Regions from separate parts of the Arachis hypogaea genome. Here region 1 is linked to region 2. A link is a contact called in public Hi-C data. All regions are on one chromosome and are shown on one strand. The core of a region is the stretch at or near the end of the contact, and the rest is flanking DNA. Distances in the headings are between cores, read along the strand shown.

What was found. Hi-C and Micro-C count contacts between places; a contact is called where the count stands out from the background.
Region 1: a Hi-C map of leaf shows a contact between it and region 2, with 2.5 times the contacts expected there. The contact joins the promoter of LOC112710719 here to the promoter of LOC112710718 in region 2. A contact is called at or near these places in 2 of 8 Hi-C or Micro-C datasets (both in leaf).

What each region holds. Positions count from the first base shown.
Region 1 is chr9:24,830,134-24,833,337 of arahy.Tifrunner.gnm2.J5K5, reverse strand. It overlaps LOC112710719, which reads left to right and starts at 1,922. Exons shown (of 9, transcript XM_025763106.2): 1 at 1,922-2,236. The coding sequence starts at 2,090.
Region 2 is chr9:24,602,553-24,605,715 of arahy.Tifrunner.gnm2.J5K5, reverse strand. It overlaps LOC112710718, which reads left to right and starts at 1,462. Exons shown (of 12, transcript XM_025763104.3): 1 at 1,462-1,681; 2 at 1,778-1,877; 3 at 2,410-2,571; 4 at 2,713-2,837; 5 at 3,058-3,163. The coding sequence starts at 1,872.

The DNA of each region.
Region 1 (3,204 bases), core at 673-3,172, 230 kb before region 2:
TTATAGAATTGAATAGTGCGTCTCGTGTTAGATAATAATTTCTCGAAACGGATACGGATATTTATCTTTTTTATCAGATATAATCTTATACTATTTATAATTTATAAATATCATTCGGATTTTTTATGAATGAAAATTTTACTTCTTAAAAAAGAAAAAAAAAATTCACTTGGGCCTAACCATGTTTATCTAATGCTAGTTCTTCAATTTTGTAATATATATATATATATATATATATATATATACTGTTCATATAGTTTATTTATACATTATTACATGGGGTATTGTTAATGACACTCATTAAAAATGTTATAAATAGAGATATTATACTACGATTAAAGTTGAACACAAACTATTGTAAATCATATTATTATTATTAGAATAAGCAATTTTTTTTTTGAAAAATTCTTACTACTATAGTATAAATCAATTTTTTCTTCACTATAAAAATTTATTACTCCATATAAAATATGAAAAAATAATTAATTAAGGTACTCTCCAACTAAAAAAATCCTTATCCATATTATATGTTGCTATAACCATAATAATAGATATCATTAGTGGATGAGCTTATAGTGATTATCTTATACATATTTTATTTGACTTTAAACTTTTATAATTAGTTTCTAGCTTATTTCATTCTTTAATTATTATAATGTAAATTATATATCACTTCAACACACAGAAGAAATTGCAGCGGTTTTTGGGATTTGTGGCAGTTTTAAACCGCTTTATGTATTCTAGCAGTTTCATAAATTGGTATGGATTATTGTGCAGAAATTAGTGTTTACGACAATTTTTAGCAACCACTAGTATAATTATCGTAAAATAGGATTAAATTATTTTGCGACAGTTTAAAATCACTGCAATACAATTAATAGATTTTTTTAAAAAATACAGTGGTATGTAAACCATCGTAATTCTAAATACAGCTAAAAAAAAAGTGTATTGCAGAAATTTATAACTTTCATAAATTTTACAATTATATTTAAAAAAAATTAATTTCATAAAATTATTCAATTATAGTGCTTCTACATCTAACCAACAAAATTTTTCTGCTACAATTTTCAATAACCGCAAATATTAGACAGGAATAGTAATATATATTTTCATTTGGTTAGTACATAAATACATTTAATTGTACTTAGATTAAAAAAATAAGAAAAACATATGCAATGCAATATTTTAATACACTTCTGAAAATAAAAAAATTATTAATATTTTTTAATATATATATTGGTGGAATTTGTAGTAGCCATTATTACAATAATTATGTTAGATATAGAATTTTGAAAATACTAAAACAATATTTTTAAAATGAAAATCACATTAATTTTTATATTTTTATAAGTTTTTAATTTTAATTTTTGAAATTATAAATATTTTTAAATATTAATATAATACTATTTTAATTTTAAAAATATATTTTAAATATTTTTAACATTATATAACCACTATAATTTTTGGAGATACATTTATATCATATCATATCATATCATATCTTAATATCCCGTTTCATCATGATGTCATATATAAAAAGACAATAATACTCCAATTTACAAGAAATTAATTTAATAAAGTGACTATTTTTAGGAAGATATTTTTATATAAAAATTATATTATAAATTATTAAATAATTTGATATATTCTATTAAACATATTTAATTGAATTATCTAATAGTTTATAATATAAATTTTATATAAAAATATCGTTATTAAAATAACCACAATTGCATGAATTACAAAAAAATAAAATAAAAAATAAAGTAATGTCTTAAGTGGTTTTTTTCAGAATGACAAGAATCATGTAAGTATGTGTGTACTTATATGTATGTATAGATATATGTATATGTATGTATGTTAGTTGGGAGTGATTTGGAATTGAAAGAGGCCATCTTTTCATGTCTTAGCTTACTGACATTGATATTGATAGTTGATACATCATTTGGGTCCATCTACTTCTTCATCTTTTTCTTTCTCTCCATTTCTTATTCATCCTTGTCAACTCAATAAATAACACTAACTACTACTACTACCACTTACTACTTATTATTAAAGAAAGAGAAAGAAAGAGAGGGAGAATAACATAATGGGGTCTTTGGCAATGGTAGCTGAAAGTGAAGCAAAGAAGAAGAAAGGAGCAATGTGGTTGTATCCAAAGGTTTTGGGTTTCAATCCTTCTCAAAGATGGGGTCACTCTGCTTGCTTCTCCAATTCCCTTATGTATATCTTTGGGGTATTTTTTTGTTCTTATTTTATTACTAATTACTACTGAGAATGTGCTTTTGTGTCATTTAATGATGTCTGAAAAGTTTTCATAATCATAAGTAGTATTACTTGGTTAAACTTGTCTCAAGTTCTGCTTTCCAATCTTTGTTTATTTTTTTTTTTTATTCTCTATCTTTGGCTAATAACCAAACACACTTTCTTCTCTGAATTTTAGTTTTTTCCGTCATTCATCTCATCACCTATGTTTTATTTATTTCTTTCTGTAATTAGTGGGGACAATGCTTGTTTTTTTGACAATCATCTTTCTGCTTTCTTAATATAGAAAAAATCACATTTTTTTGTTGTTGTTCTTGCTCTTCTTCTCTCCTTGTGTTATGCTTCAAAACTTCCAGAACATGCACTTCAATAGAAACATTCTTCCATTCCTTTGAAATCTGAGAACTTCATTTTCTTATTTCTTTTTTTTTTCTTTTTTGGGTGAAAAAAAGTTCTGAGGAATATCTATCTTAATTAATTACTTTGATGTCTCTTCACTCTTGTTTCATGTTGGTTAGTTTTAATTATTGCAAAACTCTCATTTTATCATTTTAAGCAAGATTAACCTTCTTAAGGTCATTTTTAGCTTAGTTTTTAATTATTGGAAAACTCTTATTTTATCAGTTTAATGTTAGTAATTAAAGTTATTTTATCTTAGGTAATTACTTTCTTAATTAGGCGTCTCTTGATGGTTAATTAGTTTTAAGTATAGATTGCAGAATCTCTAATTTTATCATGTTAAGAATTACTTGATTAACTGAAAGAAATAACTTTTATTAAGAAAATGCATGAATATTCTAAATTTCTAATTTCCATTCTGTTTATTTGATCAATACTTGACATGATACAAGTCTTGTACTTTGGTTACACTGCCTTGAAGGCCGTTGTTGAAAAGTTTATGTTTGAAATGATTATAATTATGGTATGTTTTAACACATT
Region 2 (3,163 bases), core at 213-2,712:
AGTGTCAGAGAATGTAAAGAATTTGCACAGTGAATCCTTAATTTAGGAGATGGAAAGCTTACTCATTCAGAAGATGGATAAAGTGTGGTCCCTATAGGTTATCAATGCACATTTCAGAATTTTCGGCAACTATTAAATCTCCCGGACTTCCAAATCATGAGCTTTGCTTTAGGCAAGGTTGTCCTGTCATGCTTATTAGAAATATTGATCATTCAGAAGGCCTTTGTAATAGTACTAGATTAGTTATCACATGGTTTGGCAACAAAGTGATCGAAGCAGAAGTCTTATCAGGATCTAACATTGGTGAAAAGGTTTTTATACCTAGGATGACATTAACTCTTTCGGATACAAAACTGCCATTTAAATTTCAATGAAGGCAATTTCCTTTGATGCTCTCATATGCCATGACTATAAATAAAAGTCAAGGACAATCATTGGATTATGTTGGGTTACTCCTTAAACAGCCAGTATTCACACCTGGCCAACTATATGTTGCAGTTTCAAGAGTTACTAACAAATATAGACTGAAGATTGTTATTTCTCATGACAATTCAAATGATTACACTGAAATCAACAATGTCGTTTATCATAAAGTTTTCAGAAATATTTGATTTTAGCATATTGTGTCACACACAATAGGTAAGGATTATATTCTCAATTTCTATGAATTCTTTCTTTAACTATTTCTTCCTTATTTATGTCTCAATATTTTCTTTCTAAAATTTTACCAAATTTTATCATTATCATTCTATCTATATGTTGTACACATTATTAATTTACAAACTTACTTGGTATTTATGTCATTTATTGCAGCACAACTATCAAATTTAGAATGAAAAATGTGTACTTTTGCATCAACAATCAAATTTTCTTTTCTTGCCATGTATTTATATTAATTAACCATGTTTAATTAATGCATAATTCAGAATTATTCTTTACATCATTTTCATCATATTTCTAAGCTTCATAAGCGTAGATGACAAACATATCATTATCTAATTTCTATATTTTTTTCTCATATATATGTGTTATTAATTGCTCAAACTTAATCACCCACCTGCGCGTATGCGCGAGCTTCTTGCTAGTTTATGTTAATAGCTATTGTGTATATAATAATTATTATCGTGCTAAAAATTCATCTTAATTTGGACTTAGTTGAATGACAAACAACTTTAACTTTCTTTGTAATTTACAGTTCAAAATATCCAAACTTCACATACTTCCACATTCATCCAAATTTACTTACAAAAATAAAATATTAACCTGTTCTCTATCCATTTGTAAACAAATATTTAAATCTTCGACATTTGTTTAAATAGACGAGTGGATTGCTTAACCACAAAAAAAAGTATCATCTATAAATTGGGTGTTCAAAAACTAAAAACAAGCCTGTAGCTATTGTATTGGGTTTTCTACCTATTAACATTTTCCATTATCCATTGCAAAATCAAAGTTCGTTTTTGGAAACAAAAACAGTATATCTTCTTGAAAATATTTTGATGGGCTCATGTACAGGCCGAATTTCATAAAGATTTGTTGTTCTGATAAACCAATAAGTGCCCCGTCTGACCCTCAAAAAAAAAAAAAAGTACCCCCCTTCTTCCTCAACTGTTATTGGATGCTTCTCAGCTAAACAGGAAGTGTTAGTGAAGTGAAGAGAAAGGAGCACCTCAGAATCATGGTAACACTTCCTCCTCTTAGCTTGGTATTTAGGGAACTTACTTACTGAAACGCTTTTAATCGGAGCTTTCTTGTTGTCGTTTGTTTCTGTAAACAGGATTTCAAGGGTTTCCTAAACGACTTGCAGGATTGGGAACTTTCTCGAAAACACGAAGAAGCTCCACACACGAACAAAAACCCTCAAAAGGAAAATGTTGGTAATTTTCTACTTGCATAATTATTGAACTTTGAGTAGAAACTTCATATTTTTTTTGCATAGTGTGGAAGCTAATTAATTTTATCTACATGATTATGCGTAATCGGGTATCTGTTCATAGGATTAGGAGACACTACAGTATCAAACACAATCTTTTTCATATAATGTGTGGATTATGTGGCTGGAATATGAACCCGGGGGAAAGGGGGGATCAAGAACCGATGTAGTTGTTTTTAGGGGTATTTTTGTTTTTTAGGTTGGGATTTTCTTCCCTCCACAGTTTCAGCACAAAGGAAATGTAGACATGGAGTATATACGGTTTCGATTTTATTGAGAGAATGGAAGAATATTTCAAGAAACCAGCTGAAAACAGTTCAGTGTTTCTTTGCATGCAATGAGTTTATACCTTATTCTCTCATTTCTCTGTTGCTTATATTGTGTTTGTTTTTATTTTTATGTTCATGTGCATGTGTGGGAACATTGATGAACAAATGTATTTATGATGTATAATATTTTGACTGCAATTTATAAAGGATTCAGCTTCTCAAAATACTGGATTGGGGTCCTCAAGGCGCGATACTCTTTCTTTTGATAATGCAAGAAGTAACTCTCGACAGTATAATGATCCATTTAGCCGTGTGACTAGTAGTTTTGTTTCCGAAGATATCCCTGACGCCGTGTCCGAGAAAGATCTGGTAGGAAGCATCCTATGTGTAGCTTTCCCAAATTTTCATCATGTTTTATTTTCTTGATGAATTAGGACTTTAGGATATGATGGACTGATCTTAGTTTTCTGTCCTGTATGCTGCTGCTGCAACCTCATCTGTATTTTCCAGGGTAATGAGTATTTCAAGCAGAAAAAATATAAGGAAGCTATAGACTGCTATTCAAGAAGCATTGCCTTCTCGCCTACAGCTGTAGCATATGCAAATAGAGCAATGGCCTATATCAAGCTCAGAAGGCAAGCTCAATAAACTCACTTTTCTTTATCTTTATAAATTTATATATTATATATATATAAAATTAAAGTTGGTGGAATTTTTAATAGAACATTTTTTTAAGGGGAAAAAAATTCTATAAAGGGTTAATTGGTCTATCACCATACTAAAGCTATTGTAGGGCACTTCTTTTCCTGAAGTGGTATTTTGTTACATGCATCACCTATTTGTTTTTGTTTGTAGATTCCAAGAGGCTGAGGATGACTGTACAGAGGCCTTAAATCTCGATGATCGTTACATAAAAGCATACTCACGCCGAGCAACATCTAGAAAAGAACTCGCGAAATTT